2 separate regions of the Mus musculus genome follow, and region 2 is linked to region 1. The links are chromatin contacts, called in public HiChIP or PLAC-seq maps. All regions are on one chromosome and are shown on one strand. The core of a region is the stretch at or near the end of the contact, and the rest is flanking DNA. Distances in the headings are between cores, read along the strand shown.

What was found. HiChIP or PLAC-seq counts read pairs in DNA pulled down with a chosen protein or histone mark.
Region 2: an H3K4me3 HiChIP or PLAC-seq map of embryonic basal ganglia shows a contact between it and region 1, with 2.8 times the contacts expected there. The contact joins two enhancer-like sites. A contact is called at or near these places in 1 of 15 datasets of contacts at CTCF or cohesin (the NIH/3T3 cell line), 1 of 484 Hi-C or Micro-C datasets (cerebral cortex) and 4 of 115 datasets of contacts at active chromatin or transcription factors (embryonic basal ganglia, embryonic forebrain, fibro-adipogenic progenitors and 1 more).

The regions. Positions count from the first base shown.
Region 1 is chr13:45,948,119-45,955,682 of GRCm38.p6, reverse strand. The region is part of intron 2 of Atxn1 (ataxin 1); the gene reads left to right. Among named protein-coding and RNA genes, the nearest start is that of Atxn1, 13 kb to the left of the region's middle. Within about 2 kb of position 4,907, at least 46 of the 459 cell types and tissues checked have an H3K27ac peak or open chromatin away from gene starts, as enhancers often do. A contact at or near this core is called in embryonic basal ganglia, where this site is marked.
Region 2 is chr13:46,170,962-46,178,525 of GRCm38.p6, reverse strand. No RefSeq gene overlaps it. Among named protein-coding and RNA genes, the nearest start is that of Stmnd1, 99 kb to the left of the region's middle. Within about 2 kb of position 5,300, at least 24 of the 459 cell types and tissues checked have an H3K27ac peak or open chromatin away from gene starts, as enhancers often do. A contact at or near this core is called in embryonic basal ganglia, where this site is marked.

The DNA.
Region 1 (7,564 bases), core at 3,658-6,157:
GGCTGGCTGGGTAACAGACTCACTGAGAGACTTTCAGACAGAATCTGGGGCTCCACCCTAGACCTCCTCAATGTTCCCTGCTGATCTCCTGGAATGAAGGAAGTGTTTCTGGAATGTTCCTTTCTTGGTGAGAAGCAGAAAGTCCTCTTACCAAACCACATACCCCAAGTTGAGGATTTCAAAATTCACTCGGCAAAAGGTAGATACTGGTGTTACCTAAAGTGCTCATTTAAAAAAATGATCCAGTGGAGTGGGGGCGTGGTGGCGCATGTCTTTAGTCATAACACATGATGGGGCACGCTGAGGAAGAAGGACCTTAGGGTTTGGGGCTATCTTCACTTGCTTAGTGAGTTCTAGAGTAGTAGCTTGGGATATAGCCTGAGTCAAACCAAAATTCCCAAGCAAATTCACCAGATTTTGGTGCCGACACCCCAGAACCATTTATTTTAAGCCAAGCACGAACTCAATGGCCTCTGAGATAACACCCCGAAGCTCTGTCACTTGCCAGAGTGTCTGGACTTCAAACCTCAGGTTGCTACTCCAATCACACACATACTTGTATCCTGGTCATGCCTCAGTTTCTCCATACAAGATGGGGACCACAGAGGGCTACTGTGAGGATGGAATTGAATGTGCTTGGCATGTGGCTATGGCTGTTCACATAAGCTCTCATTCTTAACACATAGCTTGTCTCTAGACAGGGTGATTATAATGGTCTTGTTGTCCCATGGCTGTTCCTGGATCATACATGACTAGGAACAAGTAAAAAACCTTGACCTTTGGACCAACCCTGTAGGTACTTGCGGCTCTCCAAAGCCAATATGGGTTCTATTTATTTTTTCTGAAGTTTAAATCTGAACTTACGTTAACTCTCCTGTGGTAGGATGCTTTTTTTTTGTTTTGTTTTGTTTTTTTTTTTTTTGCTTTGTGCATTGTAGTGAGATTGGCTGATGATGAGTTATTTGCAGTTTGAATATATTTTAAAGAGAGGCTTGACTACCAGTTGTTTTTAAGCCTTAGAAAATAAACCTTGAAGTCTGGCAATATAGCTCAATGAGAAGGCACTTGCCTAGCATGTGTGAAGCCCTTGGTTCTATTCCCAGGACAGAAAGAAAGGAAGACTCCAAGAAACCCCTGTGGGGCAGAGCAGAGACGGAGCGAGTTAGCACTCCAAAAGCATCATATTCTTTTGAATTATGCAAATGAGCTCTTTATAGTCTATTGATTGTGTATTTGAGAGGCTCCCTTTAAATCAGTGGTTTTCAACCACATGGTCCTTTTCACACGGGTGGCCTAAGGCCATCGGAAAACACAGATATTTGCATTACAATTCATAATCGTGGCAAACTGCACTTATGAAGTAGGAACAAAAATGAATTTAAGGGTGGAGGTCACCACACCACGAGGAACTGTATTAAAGGGTCAGAGCATCAAGGAAGACGGAGAACGACTGTTGTCAATGGAAACAGAGTGATGTCTAGTTACTGCAAGGTGACACCTTGTAAGATCTGCAGGTGTCTGTGAGCAGGCAGGGTGGGGTGTCTTACTGTTGCTCCCCCCTTCAGGGGGACCCATTTTGCCAGGCAGGAGACTTTCACGTTGAAGTCTTAGGCGTATGGCTCAGGTGCATATGGGGTGAGGCGTTCTTGTCTTTGTAAAACCTGTGGTATTTGAAGAGAGTCATTATCTATAGCAAGGTATCTCAAGAATTCTCTCGTGAACAAGACAGGCAGCCAAGGAGTCTTTCTTATCTTGGGGCGGCTTATTGAGGTGCAGGGGTTTCTAGACTCACAAACAAGGTAAGCGTCATGTGGAGACTCAGGGTCTTACTGACAAAATGGTGCAGTGTCACCTTGAACAGTGTTAGGCCGTTGATCTTCTCTCTGATTGCGTTGAAAAGGAACGTATATGCATTATCTAAGCATCTTGCATACATAATGGCCTCATTATGGTCCACACAGTTGATGGCTGTATGTGGGCAGGGAGAGAGTATCCTGTAGCATCCTGATATATTCAAGTTATTCTTTTAAATGAAAGTCTGGATTATTATTTCTGGCTCTTGTTATTTTATGAGTATGATACAGCTGAGCCAGCTATGACCTAACTTATTCACAGCTACTATCTATATAAAGAAATGATTCATTCATATATTTGCTGTGTATTTTCTTTTCAACTCCTTCATGGTGCTCTGGACATGAAAGAGCACAGGAGCTACCGGAGATTATCCATTCTTCGTGACCAGGGGAGAGAAAGAAGGAGTGCACCCGGAATAGTTAACAAAGCTGAGGGGGTTGGGTTGTACTTGCTAGGGGGTACACTCTGACCCGGAAGGAATTCTGAAAGGTGGTGGGAGTTTAGGAAAGACTGTGAGGAGGAGGAGGATCACATGATCTGGGCTCTGAAGGCTGGATTGCACTTCTGTGGGAAGAGATGGAGAGAGGCAGAGGAAAGTCTTGCCAGTGGCTGAGACAACAAGCCAATGCCTGCTTGGATGTAGGATGTAGGCTGGGCAACTGTGGCTGAAAGTGGAGGGTGCTCTTGAGTTTCAGAAGTCAGGGAGACTGGTGGGGGTATGGGATCAGTGGAGAGGTCAGTCCACAAAGCAGTTTGGAAGCGTCGTTGGCGTACAAAGGGTTTGAACTTGGCCTTTGGGGTCTTCTGCCTGACAGAGGAGTGCTCACACACAGGGCATGACTGACTCCAAGGATGCGGGAGCTGGTGTTGAATGCAGAGGGAGAAGGTAAGAGGCAGCGAGGAGGGGAGCTTGAAGGCTTGCATGGCTCAGCCTTTGTCAGTTCTTCACCAGCTGGGGTGGCAAGAGGAATTGGGTTGATGCAGGGGTGATTCGTGGATTGGGGGGGGGGTTGTGGTTGGAGGTCTCTTCTGTTAGGTTCTCTCCAGAACCCTAGAAATTCTGTGTTCAATGCAGTGCCATGGAATCTTGTTGAAACAGTTTTTCTTTTATAAACTAGGAACAGGAGCTCATTTTAGCTTGCTCTAACGTGTGTGTGTATGAAAATGAACGCTACTTTTGATGCTCAGCCCTTGCAGTGTCTCCTTTTACTTAAAACAAATACTGCTCTCGTACTTTCCTCTAGGAGGCTTTCTGAAGACTTTCAACGGGTGGCCCTGTACCTATTAGCAACAGTTCCAGCATTTCTTTGATCTTTTCCACCGATTGACTCTTCTCATGTGACAGGCGTGAATCTCATTGTGTCAGCCACTTAACAAGTTAGCCATTGTTCATTCGTGGCCATTTAGTAACTGTATTTCTGATAACTCATATTAGTATGTGTGTGCTTCATAACTTTTGATGAGTTCCTAGAGGCTTTCTATAGGATCTTTTAAATGTGAGAAAAAATATATAATGCATATATGTATACATATACACACATATATATACATATACACATATAATGCATATATAATATATAATAAACACACATACATGCATATATATATGTGTGTGTGTGTGTGTGTGCGTGCACACACACAAAAAGCCAATGATACCAGACACAGCTCTTTAACAAATTGACTTCTCACTTAATATTCTATAGATGATAAAGAAATATAGACTCGAGCTGAGCAGGATTGTATATTCCTGTAATCCTGGCATTTAGGAGTTGGAAGCAGGCAGATTGGGAGTTCAAAGCCAGCCTCATTTACACAGTAAGCTTGGACTACTTAAGATACTGTTGAAATAAATACACATCTTTGTTAGGCCTTGCTTCTGGGGGGAAAGTTAGCCTAAGAGTCCATGGCACACAGGGCAGGGCACCGTTGAACGTTATCTTTGTGCAAAGGGGCAGTCTATTTACATGAACTTAGGGAAAGCCTGAAGATTGTTTAATGCTTTTATTTTGTTTTGTTTTCACTTGAGTTGTTTACATGAACTCTTCGTATTGCCCAAGTGGCTAAGGATGAAAATATTAAATACAAAACTAACAATATTAAAAACAAGAAGTTCTGTGCATGTAGAAACTGTGGCACAGGAGAGGGTGAATAACTTACCCATCTTTGCTGGGAGTTAAGTGACCTCAGCTTGGACAGATCCCGGTGGCTCTGAATTATGCGCAAGCCCTGAGCCCTATCTATATTAAGAAGCTTACAGTTAGATACAGAAAGCAAAGACAGCCATGGATGATAAGTGAGCCATAACTCAGGCACTGCGCGTGCTCAGAAACCAAAATCGGGGATGGTTCTGACGCCACAAGCTCCCCACTTCCAAGCTGGCCTCTCTGACCAGAGACTCCCGTGAGCTTCTGATTCAAGCTGCCTGTATCTCTCTTCCTTTTCTTCCCTGCGAGGGCCCTAGAGTCCTTCGTGCTTTCGATAATTATTAATTGAAGAAAATGATGACGGCGGCACTCTCTGCTTATCTGCTTTGGGGGATTGGCTTAAGTTGGCTCGGGATGTTGTTCCACACGGAGTCCCGGGGAGCTGCTGAACTTTTGACTGCTGGGGAGAGCTTCATTGGGTCATCGCTCACCTTGCACGACTTGGCAGATAGGAGCGAGATATCTCTCCCAGGATGACAGGTGGTGGGGTGTCACTCAGGACATGGTCTAAGAACAATACGTGCAGCCAGAGGCTGTCGGCTGTAGTTCTCATGGCCCTTCATGTGCTTGCCTTTCTGGGTCTAGCCTATGCTCTCCTGCCCTGGATCAGCCAGTGAATCGTTGCTAGTTTGTGTCCAGGTGATGCGTAGGCACCCTGGTTGTCTTCTGGATGTTGGGTGACATTTATTGTGGGTTGCTTTTATCTCTGGTGGCAGTGCCTCCCCCTTTACAAACACACGGAGTCAGAAAGGCCCTGAGATCGACTGTCAGTGAGCTCGGCTGGCAGCTCCAGCCTCCATCACAGCTGTAATCGTGCACCGTGCATTTTTATTTACAGATTACTAGGCTCTGAGTCTGACATATGACTAGCTGGGAAGCTCCTCCCCAGAACAGTTGTATGTCATCTGCTTCAGAGAACTAATTGCTTGGCAAATCCCCTTTGGTAATTTCCTCTTTATTTGCTGATGAGTTACTTAACAGTGACGGGTTTGTGGAGTAGACCGTGGAGTTGACTGTGCGTTCCAGGAACACCACCACCGGAAGGCCCGGGGGATATGCCTTTTTGAGTTCTGTTTGGCTTTCCTGAAGAAACACTGAAACCATTATATGGCCTGTTAATATTTCACTCAATACTAGGTTAAACTCCTGAGCAGTGTTCTGTTTTCCAAAAGGAATCAAAACCAGACCCCTTGCTTCAAATAGGCCCCTGTGCATTAGAAAATTATTAAAAAGGAATTTAATATTTATAGAATGTTTAATGCTGTTTTTAAGATACGACTCGGAGTGGAATAGCTTTCCAACACACAGCGGAATGAGGAGGAGGGGCTTTGGGGGAAATTCTGTCCTGGAGGTCCAGTCTCTTTCTTGCCTTACGACTGTATCAGCAGGAAGGCTTACCTTAACTTAAACCTTCCTGGGCCCCAGTTTACCTATCTATGAGAAACTAAAAGAAATGATATCATGGTTTTTTTTTCTTTTGCTTGACATCATAGAGTTCTGTGGTTTTGTGTGTGTGTGGAGGTCAGAGGTCAACAGTGAGTGTCTTTTTGTATTGCTTTCCACCTTAATTTGGGAGACAGAGTCTCTCTCCAATTAGCTAAACTGGCTGGTTGACAACCTTCAGGGATCCTCCAGTGTCAGCTGCTCTAACACCCAATCAGCTTTAGAGTTACACCACAATGTCCAGTTTTATTTGTTTGTTTGTTTGTTTGTTTGTTTTTTAATGTGGGTTATTAAGACCGGAACCCCAGCCCCATACTTGCGCATCAAGCCATCTTATCATCGCCTGAGCCATCTCCCTCCCCAGCCAAGTTCTGTGATTTTATTAGAATTCTTCCCCTCACCTCCCCTAAGACCTTTGCTTCTGTCAAACATCATTTGCTGTTGTTTGACTTTGTTAGGTTTGGTATTTAATTAGAGTTTATATTTTAGTGATTATTATATCATTATTTAGAGAGTAAGTCAGCAGGGGTACGGACAATCATTTATCACCACATCTATATTAGTTTCATCTTGCAATAGCTTCCTCTGTGTGAGTGTGTGTGTGTGTGTTTAACTATTCTTGCTTCCAAGCCCCAAACAAGAGCCCTCTCCAGAGGTGGATTGGGTTATAACTCAAAGGAATCTTTTAGCTAATTGTGGCTTTGTTCCTTACAAGAGGTGCACTGGAGCTCAGATCTGAGCATCCGTATCTAGGGCAATACCCTGCTTTTCGTCCGTGAGTAGACATTTCTTTTTTATGTCGTTTGGTTTTACCTAAAGGTGTAGATGGCAGTCCCTAGGTAAGTCTTGCTCTTCTGCCTTGGCTCTTCCAATTAGCATGCTCCCTGCAACCTTGCCTATTTAGTTCATTTATAAGCAGCTCATGCGGATGCCTCAAGATGGATCGCAATTATTAATAGTTTCTTTCGGCAGGTGAATGCAAATGGCAGAGATGACATTTGGAAGCTGTGGGAATACCCACCTCCCTGTGAGTGGAAGCTGAGTTTTTGGTCTCTGATTGGAGGTCCAGGGTTGTGTGGCCCTGCCCACATCTCTTAAATCTGTGACCCTCAACTTCCTCATCTGATGAACGGGGAAGAAAACACCTGTCTCAAGGGATTGCTATCATGATAAGCATGCTGTCTTTCTTAGGGCTTCTATTGCTATGAGAAAACACTGGGGAAGGAAAGGGTTTATTTTACTTATAATTCTTAGGTCACACACTCTATCACTAAGGGGAGTCAGGGTAAGATTTCAAGACAGGAACCTGGAGGCAAGAACTCAAATCAAGGCAATGGAGGACTGATACTTAGTGGCCCACTCACACTGAGCTGGGCTCTTCCTCATCAATCACCAGCCAAGAAAATGTACCACAGGCTTGCTCACAGGCCAGTCTGATGGTGACGTTTTCTCAGTTGAAGAGCCCTGTTCCAATATGACTGTAGCACTTTTGTCAAGTTGGCAAAAAACCCAACCAGTATACATGCCCTGGCCACACACATCGCCTCACAGGGAGGAATCTCAGAATTATAAAAGCAAATTCATAAATGAAGGTGAAGTTACAGCATTCTAGAGGCGAGGGAAGCAGGCAGGAGCAAAGGCAAGGGTGTGTCAGGGGCAAGAGGATGCCCTTTGGGTCTTCGAGGACTAGGTGTGAATCCAAATCGGAGCTTTGAAACTTGGGACGACTGGATTCACTTCCTGTGTATGGAAAAGACAGCATCAGCAGGTGGGGCTACACCATGGAAGAGTGACTGCCACCACTGAGGGGTGGAGACACAGCCTCTGGCTGGCTGTGGTACCATCCTGACTCGTTTCTGGATCCCCCCACTCAGGTCCTTAAGTCATGTGCACCTTGTTTATTTATTTAAGGTGGTGGTGGTGGTGGTGGTGGTGGTGGTGGTGGTGGTGGTGGTGGTGGTGGTAGTGGTGGTGGTGTGTGTGTAAGTCAGAGGACAACTTTCAGGAGAAGGCTCTCTCTTTTCCCCATGTGGGTTCTAGGGATCAAACACAGATCATAAGGC
Region 2 (7,564 bases), core at 4,051-6,550, 220 kb before region 1:
ATTTAGAAGTTAACCAGCTGGAAATTCTTTGCAGAGCAGCCTCTGATGACTGAACACGGTCATTTTATTTCTCTGTCACAAATGCATCCTTTTCCAAAGGTGAGTAATTTCAATTTTCATGCGGGGGATGCTAAACGTGCAGGGCTTTCTGGTAGAACGGCATCCCGTGCAGGGGTAAACGAGGGCGGCCAAGTCAAGGAATGGTGACAGTCCTTTCTTCCCTGCCTTTATCTCTCCTCTTGTATTTCTTCCCCAGATTTCACTCTACTCGACTCAAGGGCTATGTGACAATTCCTACCAAAGTAGCAAATCAAAGCCCGGTGTGAACAGGAAGCAGCAAGCGGGCAGAAAGACGGATGGGACGAGATTCTTCCTCCGTGTCTTCTATGCTTCATGACTATCCCGTTTTTCTTCCTGATGCTGTGACCAAAAGCAATTTAGGGAAGAGAGGATTTACTTTGGCCCAGAGACTCGGAGAGACAAAGAGTTCCATCAGGGTGGAGAAGACATGGCGATAGCCAGGGAATGCATGGTGACAGGAACAGGGAGAGGACTGATTGTATCCCACCACGACGGGAAGTGGGGGGAGAGAGAGAGGGAGGGGGAGAGAGGGAGAGAGGGAGAGAGGGAGAATCGGAAGTGGGGCCAGGCCATAAACCCTCGAAGCCCTTCCTTTGAGAAGTTCTTCCCCCTCCAAGGCTCCGCTTCCTAAAGGCTCTATCATGCTCCTGAGTACAGCACCACCAGCTTGGGAATGAGCATTGAAACATACAAGCTTATGGGAGTATTCCATATTCAAACCACAGTGGTCCGCAGCCAGCCTTCATCTGTTGTCACAATTCCTCATTCCGTCTTTCTTGTGCCCTCTGCTTCCAGTAGCTTCTCAGTTTCCCTTTGCTGCCTTCTTGACTGCATCTACCCTCAGTTTGTCTTCTCTCTTCTTTCTTTCCTATCTAGAGATGAGGGCAGAGATGCACACACATGCATGTGCACATGGGTGTGCAGGTGTACAGATTGCATCAGAATAGACTTGCTTGTACTGAAATCCAGGGAGAAACCCATCTGCCCATTACCCCAGAAGTAGGTTCTAGGAGGGAGATAGGACGAATGGGACCCTCACCTAGAATTCCATCCTTCTCTCTGTGTGATTTTCTTTTTTCTAGATAGGCCTTCCCACTGTGTTTGATTTCCTTTTTCTTTCAGGAAGGAGACCAAGGTAGGATGTCATAAGTGTGTGCCTATGTCATCCTCTTCCATGTGTTCTAAGAACTAAAGTGACAGAGGCCAGCTCTGGACTTAGGCCAAATTCCCTGAAACACTGTATCATCTCACTTCAGCCAACGATTTTTTTTCCTGACTTATTTCCCAAGTAACAACCAGCATTAGGACCCAAGTCCTCTTCCGACACTGTAGGGATGGATAATGGACAGAAGATTCCACAGAGGCCTTTGAGTGACTCTGATTTCATGTAACTTTGGTAACAAAATCATTTTTATTTGAACAAGTAAATAGACAGTCACTTATCAAAAAAAAAAAATAGTCAAGTTTCTTACGGTAAATACCCAATAAATGAAACAGTTAGTCATAGCAACATTGTATGCCTCATGTTGTGCTTCTAGCTATATAAAATATCTCCAAATAGTCTTTGTGATGAAGGGCCCAGGGTTACCACGTCTCCTTTCTAGTACATGGTCCCAGTGCATTATTGCAGCACCCCAGTGTTCAGACATAAATGCTAAAAGCAGCAAGAAAAGGAAATTTCTAGCTTGAAATAAAAACAGGTTGGCAGTTTGAGTGTTGAAGTAAGAGGGACAGGCAGTATTACCTGCTTCAGAGACACCGTTCCCCTTCTTGTATTTGCACTGAGAACACCTGTGCTGAGATGGGATATCTATCACCACGCCCCCTTGCTCTGCCACGCCCCTTGCTCTGCCACGCCCCTTGCTCTGCCATGCCCCCTTGCCCTCATCTTCCCCTGTTCTCCATAACTGCTCTGTTCCCTTCACAGATGTCCTCAGGCTCCTTTTTCACTGCTTGACAACAGTCCAAAGGTATCACCTGCAGCCTGAGGCACATCCTCACAACCTTCAAGCCTGTCTCACAATGTGCATAAGTTCACTCTCCACCAGCTTTCATTGCTAAGGGTCTTCTCTGCAGCCTTGCAGACTAAATGATCATGGTCGAAGAAGATACATTTTAATGTAGCAATCTTGCTCATTTAAAACAGCGAGATCAAGTATCCTGGCAGTGTCGGGCTAAGACAGTGTGTAAATACAGGGTACATACTGGCAAAATGTACTAGGTGGATCTGTGTATCACAATAGAATAGATAGATAATATATAGATAATAGGTAGATAGATAAGTATGTAGGTAGGTACATATATGTAGGTAGGTAGGCAAGTAGCAAATAGATAGTTGATTGATATAGATGTTAGATGATAAGCAAATAGAATAGCTATTCAGACAGACAGATTAGATAGATAATAGATAGATAGATTATAGATAAATAGATGGATAGATATAAAAAGAGATACATGCATGTATACATACATATATACATGCATACATATACCAAAAGATGGTTAATGTTGGTTTATACGTAGTCTAGGTTAATTTCTTTATCACGTCAATGACCAACTTAATTTTAATATTAGCAAAAAGGTACAATGTTTTGCTGAAGGGCCTGTATGACTATTTTTTTTTTTACTCCATTCCTGTTCTTGAGATGTACAGAAACTCCACATTTGAATCACAGGGAGACTGCAAAACCACACTTGTGGGACTATCAGTGAGGGAGTTTGTAATCTACTTCCTACCAGAAAGATATCATACATGGTCATCCAGTTTTGAGTCCATTTTGCCAAGGCACAGTGGGGCTCCAGTGGGTGAAGATGGCAGGATGTGAAAGGCAGGGTGCAGAAGGCAGTGAGCTGACCAGGTTGTGGAGCCAGTGAGCAGCTCAGGATGCCTGAGGTTGGAGATGGCACTTTCCAACCAACAGTTCTTTGAATGATTCTAGACCACAGTGCTCCCCCTTCCCCAAGCTGACCATGTATGGGTTTGACTTGCCAGAATAAAAAAGGCCATCTGCTCTTCTACATTTTCCTTTCCTAAAGGATAAACAAGTCACTTTTAACTAGATCTTACAGGCAGAAAGCCCTTGCTTTTGAGTCAAGATGTCACCAGAGTGTATAAAAAAGAAGGTTGGATCGATAGCTTAACAGTAAATCACTTGCCGCACAAGCATGAGGACGTCTAAGGCCAGGCATGGCAGTGGGTACTTGAAGTCTCAGATTTGGGGATGGAGACAGAGAGAGAAGGATCCCTGGAGTTTACTGACCAGCCAGCCTCACCTAACGTGTGAGCCCTATAACCTCCCCACAAACAAACCGAAGCAGATGGCTTCTGAGAAAGGACACCTAAAGCCTTCATTCATGCATGCACGTGTGAGCACACATACACACACACATACATACACACATACATATGTACGCACATACACACACATACATACACATACACACACATACACACACATACACACAGATATGCACACACACACACATACATACACATACACACACATATACACACACATATACACACACATATACCACACATACACACACATACATACACACACATATACACATATACACACACATACACACACGTGCACGTGAAAGAAAGAGAGAAAGAAAAAGAAAGAAAGAAAGAAAGAAAGGAAGGAAGAAAGAAAGAAAGAAAGAAAGAAAGAAAGAAAGAAAGAAAGAAAGAGAAAGAGAGAGAAAGGAAGAGAAAGAAAAAGAGGGAAAGATAGATAAATGGATGGATAGGTAGATAGGTAGACAGACAGACAGACAGATAGACAGATAGACAGATAGATACATACATAGATAGATACATAGATAGATACATAGATAGATGCATAGATAGATACATAGATAGATACATAGATAGATACATAGATACATAGATACATAGATAGATAATAGAAAGATAGAGAAATAAGCAAGCCACCTAGTCTCCATCACTTACCCCACTCTGGTTTGTAATTCTATTCTTCATTTTCTTGGACATTGAAAAAGAAAGAACAAAGCAGGCCAGAATGTTTTCATAGGTGTGTCTGTTCTCATGCAATCCGGTGCATGTTATTAGAGCAAACAGCAGAAGTGTTTTAAGAGGAGATATTTGTTTACTCCTTAAGTTGCACAAAAAGCAGTATTTCTTCAGTCTTGTTATATCAATTACTCTCTAGGCTCTCTGGAGTTGACAAAGAAGCCTGCATGCCCTCAGGAAGAGCTGAGGTTGCAGAATCATTATTTAAAACCTATATAATTCGCATTCCTCCCTCCACACACACACACAAATAAAACCCAAATATAATCCCTTCTAAAACCCAGTTTGGACTATTGCGATAGCAAACACATTCCTTTATTTCTGGCACTTTCTTCATGTTCAGGACTTCTTGGGCCATTCACTCAGACCCAGCCTTCACAATGAAATTTATCCCTGAGATAAAAGAAATAAACAGACACACTACCTCAGGCTAACATGATTTTCTGAGTTCTGGAAGGCAGCTGCCCTTTTTTGTCCCCCCAGCCTGATAAGTTTCCAGGGCGAAATGATTTATCTCTGTCCAGTTCTTCTTGGGATATTCACTGGGCAGAAAGTGGATTAAGGAAGAAGTGGAGAATGGCCTGAAATAGGAAGGGAGTGTGCCGTAAGGGCAAACTGAAGAAGACGATGGCCTAACCTGATTACTGTATATCTTCCAAAGAGAGCAGAAATCAAATTACATCGGAGAAAAAGAAAGTGAAAAGAGAAGGAAATTGCAATATTTTGGTCGAAGGGAGATTGCATTGTAGGGTTAATAGAATTTAGATGGCAACATCATTTTTAAAACTAGATTGACTCGCACTCGTAATTCCTGAATACACTCTCTGCTAGCAAGGTGTGTATGCGCGTGTGTGTATGTGTGTCTGACATGACACAAGATGGGGGGGGGGGGGAAGCATTCACAAATGATAATTGCCTAGTGCCGACAACACACACTTCTTTTTCAGAAGAACAGGGGCAAGGACTGTTGCCAAGGCGAGCCCCGAGCCCCGAGCCCGGAGCCCCAAGCCTGGGAGGACGCAAAGCTCTTCATTATCTGAGGTCCCACCCACCCTTTGTTGGTTCTCCCCAGAGCAGATGCTCAGCACCTGGAGAAGCTTTGTCCCAAGCCTGGCTGGCAGGCAGCGCCCAGCTGGGACTCAGCTCCTCTGCCAAAAACTCCCCATTCACTAAGACTGGGTGAATACAGCTATTCAGGGTTATCGAGGGATGTGTCACTGAGGTTCTCAGTCTCAAGATACAAGACCCATATAGGGATGCAAGTGACTTGGGAAATCCAAGCAAAAGAAAGGGTAACTGCCCAAGGAGTGTACAGCCCCACTGTGCTTGACTTTGAAACCCAGGACCCCCATACCTTCTGATGAGGGATGTGAAGAAAGGAGTGGAGTTATACCTGTCACTGCTGAACAGCACTGATCTGAGGGCCCTCATTATGAGAACAGCAGATAGTGCTTTCATGATAAACCAAGCACTGGGTAAGATACTTCACACAACTTCCAATAATGCTATGGAGCAGTCCAATGAGGGTGGCAAAGGCCACCTATCTCAGAGTAGGTGTAGACTTAGGAATGGTTATCCATCTGCGACATGTGCTACTGCCTGGTCCAAACACTATGGCCAAGTGACAGGTGAAGACCTTTATTCAGACCCCAACCCCCTACCTCCATGACTTATGTAAAGCCTTATATCTGGCATCCTCATCCTTCTATGGCTTGATGCCTGGTAAGATAATAGAAGTCTCACATGCTTAGAGCCAATTACTTAGCCTGACTTAAACAGGGATGAGCTATAAACAACCAAACGAAGTATGCCATGGCAAACTCGTGTACATGCATGGACACACATACACACAAACACACACATACACACCGACACAGACAGACATACAGACACACACACACACAATACACACACAGAGATATGCAGACACACCATACACACACACATGTACACACAGACACACATGGATACACAGATAAGCCATACACACATTACACACACAAGTTCATACACAGAGACATGCACAGTTTCACACCTTCTTCATCAATTCATTCACTGGTGTGTATCTTGCTCATCTTTGGCATTTGTGATGGTTTGTATATGCTTGCTCCAGAGAGTAGCACTATTAGGAAGTGTGGCCTTGGTAGAGTAGGTGTGTCACTGTGGGCGTGGGCTTTAAGACCTTCGTCCTAGCTTCCTGAACGCCAGTCTTCTCTTAGCTGCCTTCAGAACAAGAGGTGGAACTCTTAGCTTCTCCAGCCCCAATGTCTGTGTGGACTCTGCCATGTTCCCACATTGATGATAATGGACTGAACCTCTGAATCTATAAGCCAGCCCCAATTAAATGTTGTCCTTTATAAGAGTTGCCTTGGTCATGGTGTCTGTTCACAGCAGTAAAACCCTAAGACAGCACTGAAAATAGTGATCACTCTGCTTTCAAGACCCACTCTCTTTTTCCTTCCCTTCCCTTCCCTTCCCTTCCCTTCCCTTCCCTTCCCTTCCCTTCCCTTCCCTTCCCTTCCCTTCCCTTCCCTTCCCTTCCCTTCCCTTCCCTTCCCTTCCCTTCCCTTCCCTTCCCTTCCCTTCCCTTCCCTTCCTCTCTCTCTCTCTCTCTCTCTCTCTTTCTCTCTCTCTCTCTCTCCTTACTTATTTGCTTTGCACCCTGCTCACCCTCCCCTGTCACTCCCCTCCCACAATCCTTTTCCTCTCCCTCCCCTTCTTTTCCGAGAGGGTGGGGGCCCCTTGGGTATCTCCCCACCCTGGCACTTCAAGTCTCTGTCAGGTTAGGCACTTCCTCTCCCACTGAGGCCAGACAAGGCAGCCCAGCTAGAAAAACACACCCCACATGCAGGCAACAGCTTTTGGGATAGCCCCTGCTCCAGTTGTTTGGAACCCACATGAAGTGCAAGCTGCACATCTGCTACATATGTGCGGGGAGGCCTAGGTCCAGCCTGTGTATGTTTTTTGATTGGTGGTTCAGTCTCTGAGAGCCCCGGGTCCAGGTTAGTTGACTCTATTGGTCTTCCTGTGGAGTTCCTATCCCCTTAAGACCCACAGTCTTCACTCCTATTCTTCCATAAGAGTCCCCAGGCTCCATCCACTGATTGGCTGTGGGTGTCTGTATCTGTTTGAGTCAGCTGCTGGGTGGAGCCTCTCAGAGGACAGCCAAGGCCCACCCTTAACACACCAGATGCATGGAGTCCATTTCTCCTGACCTCTGCTTACTCCTTATTGCAGTTTGCATGTAAAATGCTCCCCACATGGTCATGTGTTTGCACACTTGGCCCCTGTCCTGGTGGTGATGCGTGTGGAGGCTATGGAATCTTCCAACATGGGGCCTACCTAGTAGACACTGCAGTGCTGTAGAAGTGACACTGGAGATTATACATCCAAACTTGGCTCCAGTCTGGGTCTCTGCTTTCTGACTGGCCACTGAGATGTGAG